Linked DNA regions of Bos taurus: region 2 is linked to region 1. The links are chromatin contacts, called in public Hi-C maps. All regions are on one chromosome and are shown on one strand. Each heading gives the region's core, a stretch centred on a gene start, on an enhancer-like site or on the middle of the called end of the contact. The rest is flanking DNA. Distances are from core to core; before and after follow the strand shown. Region 1 has its middle 71 kb from the start of UBL3. Region 2 holds the start of UBL3 (ubiquitin like 3).

Region 1 (5,912 bases), core at 2,000-4,499:
ACCTGAAGGAACTTGAGGTAACAAATATCTCTAATCTCTGTGAACCCACCCCCAAGGAGGAGTCCCCCCTGTTTGGAGCCTGGGGAAGGGGCAAAGCAAATTCAGACCTGTTCTGAGCTGGAAGTTCAAAATTCAACTCAACAGTGACAATTTGGTCTGATGTTGTGATCACCCCTTCTCTTTTTCCTACCAAGTCACCATGGCGTCTTACCAAAAACAGGTCAAAAGATTTAATGTTGTTTTAAGAATTTTAAAAAAGAAGTTCTTTAAACCCATTGACAACACTGAATCAAGCCTGGGGGCTTTAAAATATGGCCCAGGGGTCCTAGAAGTCTGTTTCTAAAAAGCACCACCTTTCTCTAAGTCTTTCAATACCTATTTGATTGATACAGCTCTAATTTCACAATCAGACCATGTTATTATTCTCTCAAAATTTCTTTTCTTTTCTTTAGTCAGAAATAATCAAATCTGATTCCATCTGTGGTTCTTCAGCTTGTGAATCCATTCCGTCATTCTATTTAAATTGGCCAATATCGAATTAATGTATTTCCTATGGCAGCGTCCTTGGTTACACTCTGGGGATTTAAGCTGCATTAAAATCTAAAGAAACTGTGAAAACATTGAAGAAAACCTTGACTTTGCTTCTTCCTTCTTCCAGATCTGAGGATCCCTGGTTAGCTCCTGAATTATTCCCCTCACCCACAGCTGCCACCTACCGATTACTTATCATCTGAAGCAAGCACAATTATTCCATCAAGTCACGAACCAGTCCTGAGCTGTGGCTTTTCTAAATGTTCCTGATATCACGGTGACTGTCAGATTAGAGATTTTTGCTCTCAATCCAATCCTGCTTGGTCAGTCCTAGGGTATTCGGAGCACGTGTTGAAAACAAAAAGCGACAGCACAGCTACCAGCTGAGGGTGTGTCTCCAGGGATGGAGCCACCTCTATCTTGGCCACTGGGCGTTGAGAACCATCAGGGTAAGTCAGCATCACCAGGGTTCACAGGTGAGCTTCAGCTCTGACTTTAAAAGTTATTATTGGAGAAAAAAAAAAAAAAGAAATCTTTTCTCCCTCTTCCCTTGGCTCTTCCAGGCTGGCGTGTTCCCGAACCTGAAAAATGTATTTACTCTTTATCATGCCCGCCTTCAAAACGTAAGTCTTGCAACTCAGCCAAATTTTCTGCTGAGCTAGCCAGTGGGAACAAACATCAGGCCCGTGGCAACCACAGGCGTGCGTGCATGTGTGTGCGTGTGTACACACTTTTTCCCTCTAGTCCCCTCCTCCAGATCATCCACCAACCTAACACACACTTTCTAAAACAGAACCCACGTCCCTCCTCCCCATCCTACCCCGTACACGAAGCTAGAGCATAAACAACGCCTTGTGCCAAGGCCTCTCTCTGCAGGCAGAACCCAAGGACAGGAATTAGATATCAGTGTAAACCTGCCGTGCCGGGTCTTCATTCTCCGGTCGTGATAGAAGGTTGCCTTCGTCGAGTATCACTGTGTGACTCACCTATATCACTTCAGTTCTCCTGCTTTATGGAGGGGAAAATAATAATAATTATTCAACATAATTCTCTATGTTGAATTAGTGCCAAAGATTCAAGATTTCCAGAGAAGTGGTTCTGAATTAGTCAAGCAGGGTTTCCATTGGACAGAAAGCTTGAAAGGAAGCCTGTTGACTAGTCCTGTCTAAGAACCCTGAGACAAAGCAGAGTTTAGAGGTGCTGTCTTGTCACTGGCTTCTGGAGAATCAGAAAAGGAGTTGTGAAACCCGGATGAGATCCCCAAGCAAAACCGACTGAGGTCTGAGTACTGCCAGCCTCTCACCCCAGCAGCGCTGACTTCTTTGTCTGTAAAAGGAGAACACTGGACTTGACTGCTAGATCTCCACTGGCTCACAGATGAGGGGCTGCCTTAAAGCTCATCAGTATTTGCTCAGTATAAGAAGTGCCCACTGCAAAGCTGAGCTCATAGACAACTCAGCGGTAGTTTTGAGAAAGTCACGTGGCATAGCTGAGGAAGATGACAGACAATCCAGATAGAAGAGGGGAAAATCTACACCCACCCCTCCGCCCCCGTCCATGTGGCGAATAGATTTTTTTTCAAGGCAAAAAGGGTAAGCCCTGGGCAAAATTATGAAATAGCCAGAGTTTATGTCCAGCTCTTATATACTTCTTTTTTCCTTATCAATCTGAGTTTAAAAAAAGATTTTAAATCAGTGACTTCCAATTTGGATGGGCTTGAAGTTTTTTTCATCAAAGGGGTATGGACCTTTAAGTCTTATTTTTCAAATGTGAAGTTAAAGCCTTTTTTTTTTTCTTTTTTTCTTTTTTCCCTCCTGCAGCAGGAATTCCAGCTTCCCAGGTGGCTCAGTGGTAAAGAATCTGCCTGCCAAGCAGGAGACGCAGGAGATTCGGGTTCAGTCCCTGGGTCAGGAAGATCCCCTGGAGGAGGAAATGGCAACCCACCCCGGTATTCTTGTCTGGGAAATCCCATGGGCAGAGGAGCCTGGCGGGCTACAGCCCATGGGGTCACAAAGAGTTGGACACGACTAAGGACGCACGCATGCGCAGCACAGCAGGAATTATAGGCTTAAAGGAGTGGCCTGGGGGGAGTTCAGGGGCCTCGAGGTTCTTCTTCCCTGAAGACAGGCACCATCAGGGAGCCCTGCTGGGTGGAGGGCAGCCCTCACTGGCCCTGAGTTCTCCCCTGGAACAGCCGAGAGGGAGCGTCAGGAGCAAGCCAGGCTCACCCTTCTCTGTTTGTCTGCATTCCATCTGATGAGACAGCTGGCAAACCTGCCCAAGTCTTAGCTGCATGGGGAGCATACTGGCTCAAGGCTCTAATGTGCTCAGAGGTGATGGCGTGGAGCTCACTTGCCTCCAGCCAGGAATTCATCCTTCCCAGTGACATCCAGGATGCGAGGGAAGGATGTGGGCATCCACCCCCAACTACTCCCAAATTAATTTCTTTCTCCCTTTAAGCACAAAAGACACGGCATCACCAGGCACTGGGCATTTTAAGCAGAGAGAAGCGTCTTATAAAATAGGGAACGGAAAGTCTTGGACTCACTGCTGGGAAAGGGAGTCTAGCTCCTAAACCCAGCAGCAAGATAGGTCACCAGCAGGGGGCGCTGGACCGCTCTGGGCTTTGGAGGCAAAGGGAGTGAACAGGAGGGTCGGGCTAAGCCCAGGAAGGGCTTTAGCTCTGACTCAGGTGCTGTTGTTGTTGAAAGGTGTTCACTGGAGGCGTGGCTAAGACATCCTGAATCCCGCTGGGGCGCTTGGCTGGTTCTCGGATCACGCACTCCGTGAGACTGTGCCCGTGCTCTGAGCCACTTCCTGATAGAAAACAAATATTTGAGTTTCAAGAGCTGAGCAGAGCTGCAGAACATTTTGTAGATTCTTCGCATTTTCTCTGCTGCCCCTCGAAGCCTCGGAGAGCCTTGTTGGAGGCGCTCAGCACAAGAACCTTCTTTCCATGGGTGGTTTGCCCTCGCAGCTGGTGACTTCATGCTTTAAGCATGTCCTTCCTGGCTGGTTCCCTGCGTCTCCTCCACTTGCTCTTCTGTTTTGTTTGTGCAGTTAGCGCCCAGACAGAATTTTCACAAGTGTCCTCTCAGAATACAAGATCCAGGGAGGGGGTGCCTGGCCCAGGAGCTGTTTCTTTCTCTAGCCCCCTGTGCCTATCACCCAGCTCGGCACCAGAGTGAGCAGGTTCAGGGTTGCTGGCAATTTCAGGCTGTGGTCCCGTCTCTGCCACAAGTAGATATGTGATCTGGGTAATTTACTTCACCTCTGCAGGTGTTACTTTCCCAACCTGTAAAAAATTATGTCCAAGGTCCCATCCAACTTAAAGATGTCTGGACTAAGGCCCAGGGCATTTGGGGCTTGTGGTATCAGCTCCATGTGTGATCTGGTGTGTGGGTCTTCTTGGGGGTGGAGGTGGGGTGCTGTGTCCTCTACCTAAGCCCCAGAATGGGGCCTGTCTTCAGAAGCACCTGAACAGTTCATGGGTCTTTCACGCAGGTTTTCAAGTCACATTCTGGGTCCATTGGCAAAACATCAGCAACCACCAGGCACCATCCAGAACTACCCCTAGTGGTACCAGGGGACCAGTATAAATTCCTCAGAGCAGTTGCTTTGCAGAAGTCATCTGACCCTCAGCGTCCATTTCCCCGACACTCCTATCTCCAAAACACACACGTTTCTCTCTCTCCTCGGAGATCACATTTCCTCTGTCTTTTGGCATTATCTGCCATGTCTTGAATTTAATCAACTTTTTTTTCCCCTCTTCTCAGTCTTGGCAATAGAACTCCTGGGCTGGACTCTCAGACTAAAGTTACATAAGTCCTGCAGTTCAAAGAGAGGATTGAGTCAGCAGGACCAGGCTGACTAAGCATTCCAAGGTTGGTCACGGCGGGGCCGATTCTCCAGTCCTGATTTTGGCCAAATTCCTGTTGAAATCCAATGCCCAGTGAGAACTACAAGGTTTATACATTTAATTACTGAACAAGGGGTTTTTAAAAGGCTAGAGGGCAAGAAACAGGAATCTGCATCTCTCTATCAGTAATTACTCTCTGCTTATTGCTACAATAGCCCAATTGTCCAGCAGCGTCTGCTCACGGGGCACAAGCGGGCAGACCGTGGCCTCCTATGCCCTCTCTGAGGCCCTGCCCACTCCTGGCTGCTGGGACAGAGCCCATCGCTCATAACAAGCTCAAGAGGGAAAATGGGAGCTGGAGGGTTGGAAGGTTTTCGTGTTTCCCTCCTCCTCTCTCATGTATCACTGTGTGTGTGTGTGTGTATGCGCGCACGTGCATGCTCAGTCACGTCTGACTCTTTGGGACCCCATGGACTATAGCCTGCCAGCCTCTGTCCATGGGAGAATACTGCTCTATCCAGGCCAAGAATACTGGAGTGGGTTGCCATTTCCTCCTCCAGGAGAGCTTCCTGACCCAGGGGTCAAACCCAGGTCTTCTGTATCTCCTGCATTGCAGGTGGATTCTTTGCCCACTGAGCCCCTTCAGGGAAGCCCATATGTCTTAATTACCTTGTGTTTTTATCATCTAGCATTTTATGCACTAAGTTATCCTGAGCCAGCACTTGACTCATATGGGAATGGAACAGGAGCACCAAGAAGTATTAAAATGCTGAGTCATCATGGGAGCTTTTAGAGAATGAAACAGTGGAAGATTTCTAGAATGAAGAGAAACATACATCCTTTGGTGTTAACCATGCAGTCGTCTGGAGATTGGTGCCCCCAGACTCCAGCTCTTTGCTCTAGACACAGGGCTGAAAGGACCTGTTACAGAAATGGTAAACTCTCTAATGATTTTCAGGGGTTCACTATCTTGGCCCTACTTGAGAAACACTCGGGGAATAACAAATGACTGATGTTGGACACACCCACTGAAGGAGAGTTTCTGGAAGGTAGAAGCCAGGCATTAGTACTTTCTAAAGCTCCCCAGGTGATGCTGATACACAGGCAGGGGTAACCCCAAAACCTAGTAAGCACTGTTTTCTTTATTAAATAAGGAAGATGGGAGATATCCCAGACACTGAAAAGAGACCATTTTAGTATGAAATGAATAAGGTACAATTGACATAATATTGATAGTAGTAGCAAGGAATGCATACTATGTGCCAAGCTTGGCATAAGCACTTTACTTGCATGAGTTCACATCATCCTGACACTCATCCCTGTGAAGGACACGTTACTGTTAGCCCCACTTTACAGATAAGGGCACCAAGGCTCAGAGAGACATAGTAACTTACCCACGGCAAAGGCCAACACACCGAGCTCTAATATGTGGAGGACATGGGTACCTACGTGCATATGTGCTCAGTCATGTCTGACTCTTTGCGACTCCATGGACTAGAGCCCGCCAGGCTCCTCTGTCCAT
Region 2 (5,648 bases), core at 1,755-4,254, 70 kb after region 1:
TAGACCAGTAACTATCAAATTATCTCCTGTTTCAGAGAAAAAGTCCTTGATCTTTTATTACGGTAGGAAATTAACATTTATTGAGGACACTTCTATGATAGTTTTCACATTGGCATTAGGGGGCTTCATATACGTTTTCTGGTGAGAAAGAAACGTAGTATACTTCTACAAAGTAAAATCTCAAACTGACTCTTACACTGGAACTAAAGAAGACCAGGTCAGCCTTGGCTAACATTGGATGGAGGTGGCAAAGGGGCTGGTGGTTGCCAATGGCTGGAGGGAAGGGGAATGGGAGGTTGTTAACTGATTTGGAGTTTCAGTCTCATAAGATGAAAGAGTTCTGTGGATGGATGGTAATGACGGTAGTACAACAAAGTGAATGTTAATACTGAATTGTGTGCCCCAAAAAGGTTAAGATGGTAAATTTTATATTATGTATATTTAACTATAATTTTAAAAATAAAAAATAAATTCATCCACATAAAGTATGAAATCCAATGGTTTATAGTGTATTTACTCTAGAGTTATGCAGCCATTGCCATAATCTAATCTTAGAATATTTCCATCACACCTGGCTCCACCCCACCGCACCCCACCTCCAAAAAAAAAAAACCCTTATACATGTGAGCAGTCACTTGGGAGAGATATTTTTAACAGATCATGGGTGTCATGTGTTATTCTTCTGGAACTTGACTTCACAGACTCTTAGAAGCAGCTTAAAGACTTTTAGTCCAATCTCTGCAGATGAAGAAATTGAGGCTCAGAGAAGCAAAGCATCTTAGCAAAGGTCACACAGCAAATTATTGGGCAGAGGCAAGGCTTCTGATTTCCCATGGAGTTGCTTTTCTCAATACAAAAATGCTGTGTCATTCACTTCCTTTAGATTGTTGCTGACAGTGGATTGAAGGTATCAAAAAGATGCTACCCTTTTTCACTGTGGACCCAGGGACTCTTTCTCCAGCCTCTCATCTTACCCACCTGAATCGGGAAGTACAGAGTAAAGACAGGAGAGTACAAAAATCTGCAGTGGTGTCCGGTCATGCTTCCTTATGCCTTAACACTATTAGGAAAGAGCTATAATGAATTGTATGGAGAATAATGTCGCAGCCTCTTAGAAGAATGATTAGAAACACAGCCAGGTGCGGGGACTTTACTTTTGAAAGATGTTGCGTTTTGCTGTGGCAGCAAACAGAGCACCACGTGTCAGAGATGCCAAGGTTTTGGGCTGGCGGTGGAGGTCATTACTTCTCTTGTCATTGTATGATTATTGGGAAAGAGCAGAGGAAGTGGGTTATACGTCCTGCTCTCTTGTCTTTCTTGTCTTTCAATGACTTTCAGACTCAGCAGAGCCTTGGGCAGGGCAGCAGGTGGACAAAAGTTGGGATTTGGAGTGGGGTGGAGGACGAACTTGGTGAGCTCCTTGAAGCATCTTCGGCAGTCCTTATTTCCTGGAGGGCTGGTGGAGAGGGTGCTGAGGTTGCTACACATGGGGAATGAGGCCAGGGAGATTCACGCAGCTACAGACTTAGACATATCTAGATCAAGTCCTGAAACCTACTCCAGGCAAGGTTTGGGTCTCTTTTGTCTCCTGTCCTTTGGTCTTTCTGAGAATTTGACCTACCCTCCTCCTCCCTGGTTACCACCCTAACTCACCCCAGGATGATGTACACCCCCAGGAGTGTTTGGAATTTCTCCAGCCAATCTATTCGAGAGGTAGGTACTCTAAACTTCCTGAGAGTTTCCATCATGATAGACACACCTGACTGGAGAGATTGCTGGGGGAATGACACAGGCTCCTAGCCAATGGAGGACACTGCCTGAATTAGTCATCTTTTAAACTTCCGGTACCTCGCCAAGGACCTGGAGGGTTTGCTGAATGAATAAGTAGTAACATTTCACATCAAACGATGCATATTATTTACAAAGTGATTTATTTCCCATGCATGGACTCATCCTCACAACTGCCCCTACTTGACCCCTGGAAGGTAGGCAAGACTGTTTCACAGATGAGGTCACAGAACTGGAGGTTGGAGAGGTGGCTTTCAGACTCTTAAGTCTGTTGGCATTTTTATATAGGTATATTGAGATGGCCTTTCCTAAAACACTCGAAGCACTAAGAGAGATATGAGTCAGATAGACATTTGCGGTCTCTGCATTTTGTTCCTAAATCTGGGGAAGACATATTCTTCATCTAAGTTTCTCACCGATGGTATTATTTTCTGTTGTTTGCTAATCACTGCTGGTGTATAAGTTTTCAATCACATTTTGAGTTAAGTGGGATTTCAGGGCTAGCCTGGTAAACTTGTGTAACCCCATGTGGTTTGGAGTACGTAGCTGTTTCCTGACAGAGATTTTGCATCATACACTATTGTGTCTAACACAGTTTTTGGTTCATACACTATTGTCTTGAATGTAGTTTTGGGTAATTTCAATTAACTGGATTGTAGTTTTATGGCCCTGGGTCGTCAAGAAACACATGTTCAAACATTCTCCCTGCTTAATGACATCCTTACTCTTGCTGAACTTCTATGACCGTATTGGAAATCAATGATTGCTTCTGATCCTCCAAATGTATTGTTGAGGAGAGACCTAGATGAAATCACTATACGAAATGCTTTGAGATTGCAGGATGTGGAGAGCGCGCTGTCATTAAAATGAGTGATTCTGCTTGGAGGTAAACCATGTTTTAAGTCTGAGAGTATTTTGTGCATGAGGGAATTTCTCTGTGCAGAATCATTTTCCATCCCCCACCCCCAATAATTCTCAGTATCACAGCCCTCCTGGCAGCAGGTATCTCCCTAAACTCCTGGGCAGTCGTCCGGCTAAAGCGAGTTTTCCTCTCCTAGCAACTGTTGCTAAGAGGGGCGTGGCCTCGGAGTCCGACTAGAACGCGTTTGGTGTCCCGTTCCCCACCCCCACCCCCACCACATAGACTACATTTCCCGTGATGCTCCAGGGTGGTCTCCGTAGTGACGCACTCGGTGTTCGCGGAAAACTGGGGGCGGGGGGGGGGCAGGAAGGCGGAGGCGGTGGTTGCGAGGAAGGCGGGGCGGGGGGGGACCGTGCTCTCCGCGGGTCCCCGGCTCGCGCTCCGGCAGCTGCCGCCGCTGCCGCCATGTTGGCTTGAGGGGTGATGACAGGAGGCGGCTGCGGCGTCGGGGACTGAAAAGTGGAGGAGGAGGAGGCAGAGAGACGGAGCTCTGAGAGGAAACGGTTCCCGGGCTGAGGAGAGGAAGGACCCGGCCTCTTCCGGGGTCCGGCCGAAGTCGGCGTCGCGGGGAGCTCGCGAGGCCGGGGAGGGGAGCGGAAGGCGGAGACGGTGGGGGGGAGGCACAGGCGGAGGAGGCGGGAGAGGAGCGCTGGGAAGCCGGAGACGATGCGCCCCGAGCCCCGCGGCTGCCCGGAGGCGCCCGCGGCCTGAGCCCCAACGGGCCGTGGGGGTCTCGCTCCTGGCCGGCCGAGCGCCCCGCGCTCACCCCCGCCACCGCTCCCCGCCCGGGCTCTCCGGCCCGGGCTAGCACTTCGGCTGCCAACGAGTTAAATGCCCTTGAGCGCGGGTTTCCGCGGCCCCGGCCGCGCGAGTTGAGAGCCGTTTGCCCGCTCCGGCCGCCGGGGACGAGTCCATGTGTAGCCACATAAGTTCTCTGTGTGCCGCGGCGCCTGGTCATCCTCCCGCTTCATGAGGACTCGACTCGGGAGCGAGTGTGAATCACGGCGGGGCTGGGAAAGGAGGAAGGCGATTTAACCCCCTCCCACCCCGCTCCATGTCCGTGTGTCACTCGGCTCGGTCCACCTGGCGCGGCCGGTCCTGGGGCTGCTGCTGCCGCTGCTGCTGACTTCGGCGACCCGGGAGTTGCTCCGCTCCGGCTACAGCTCTGCCGGCGATTGTTCCTCTGCGCCCGGCCAGGCCGGCACTTCGGCTCGGAAAGAACTTATTTTATTTTAAAAAATTATTTTTGGAGAGCACATCTCGAACCAATCAAGATCTTGAAGATTGATTTCTGTTAGCTTGAAGACTAACAGAAGACTCTTTTTAATTTGTTGTCTTAAAAAATTTTTTTTTCTTTGCGTAAACATCTGGGTATATGTCAAACGGCAAGATGTCCAGTAATGTCCCGGCGGATATGGTAAGTGAAGGATTAAGAGTTAACGACAGCCTTTGATTTAATTGTGGTTTCCAATCTCGTTTAATCAGAAAGGATGCAGGCGTAGGGTGAAGGTTTGCGGGGTGGGGGTGGGGAAGCCACGGTCCCGGGAGATTGTGGAAGAAGTTGGAGGGTCTGGTGTCGCTCTCGTTGAAAGCGCTGCGTTGAATACGGATCTTCTCACTTGGTTGCGTTTTCTAAATGGTTAAAGACAATGGAGAAGTTGGGAACATGTAGCAAGGTGCCTTGAAGTGGAGAAAAATCTCTTCCGCTTTGCTAGAAGCCTCTGAACACTTGTGTCTGAAAGCTTCTGAAAACGGCAGAGCTGAGGCCGGGTGTCCCTGCTAGATACAGAGGTGGGCATGAAATCGGGAATCTTGCCCTGTGACACTGGTCATGAATGCAGTAGGTGCAAGCCGGATATTTCCAAGAAGTGGGGACGTCTTATCTCGGCCAGGATTTGCTGTGAGCTTTTCGAAACGTTTGGGAGAACAAGCACGGCACAGAAATAGACGTTTTGGAATGTTCACAAATCCAGGCTGACTGTATTTTGGTACTTTTAATGAATATTCCAGGACTTTTAGTACCAAATATTTAGTAGTATGACATCACTGGACTTTTAAAGGCTAATAAAACACATTATTGATTGAACCTTGATCCTGGAATGTTAAGAACTGGAAACCAAAGTACTCTTGTTTATTGACGCTTTTCTTTTTGTTCATAAAGTAGGTTAAGCTTATGAGACTGTTGACTAACAGGAACTGTGTAGGCTTACAGCGCTGGGAAGGTGGGTTTGTGTGAGGTGAAATTACTCTTTGCTGTCTGTCTTGGGGACAAACGTAATGCAATTAACAGGAAGGGGAATAATCTCCTTTATGAAAGAATTGAAGTTAACATAGTTATGCTCATATATTCGAAGTTAACATTTGAGTGTTTGTATATTTCGGTGAAAAAAACAAAATTGAACTTTGCTGAGGATTAAATTTTAAAATGTCAGACGCTTCAGTTAGAGTGAACCCCATTTACGGGCTGTAAAATTAAATTAAATGGCTCTAAATGGCATATTTTGACCTTGGTTTAAAGACATTTTGCTTGTGTTTGATTTCCCTTTCAGTGTGCTGTTTAAATGCAAAGGAACCACAGTGTTCTGTCTCTTGGGTGGCCACAGAGCAACCCAACACTCTCCTTCCTGAGTCTTAAAACTCGAGCATTGTCCTTTTAGTTTTCCTTTCCCTCCTGGGGTGCACACTGGAGCATAGTCTCCTGCCGGCTTAAGCCTAACCAGACTGGATTTCCTTCACCCTGTTGGTGAAGTTGCCTAGATAGGTCTCTGGACGGAGCAGGAAAACCCACTTTCCCCGATGGATACTCTGTGGGCTCGTACCCTCCAGCAAAGACTTGCTGTCTGGCTAAAACCTCCATTTTATATCATCATGCACAGTGTGCAGTATGATCACCTTATATACTATATATCTGTCACAGAAGTTGTTGTGCAATAGATCT

Evidence for each region. A called contact is a pair of places that touch in the nucleus more often than the background predicts.
Region 2: a Hi-C map of skeletal muscle shows a contact between it and region 1, with 4 times the contacts expected there. The contact joins the promoter of UBL3 here to the enhancer-like site in region 1. A contact is called at or near these places in 2 of 11 Hi-C or Micro-C datasets (skeletal muscle and an unstated tissue).

Annotation. Positions count from the first base shown.
Region 1 is chr12:30,731,807-30,737,718 of ARS-UCD2.0, forward strand. No RefSeq gene overlaps it. Among named protein-coding and RNA genes, the nearest start is that of UBL3, 71 kb to the right of the region's middle. Within about 2 kb of position 3,250, at least 44 of the 102 cell types and tissues checked have an H3K27ac peak or open chromatin away from gene starts, as enhancers often do. A contact at or near this core is called in skeletal muscle, where this site is marked.
Region 2 is chr12:30,802,314-30,807,961 of ARS-UCD2.0, forward strand. UBL3 (ubiquitin like 3) reads left to right here and starts at 3,005. Exons shown (of 5, transcript NM_001038144.2): 1 at 3,005-4,127. The coding sequence starts at 4,101.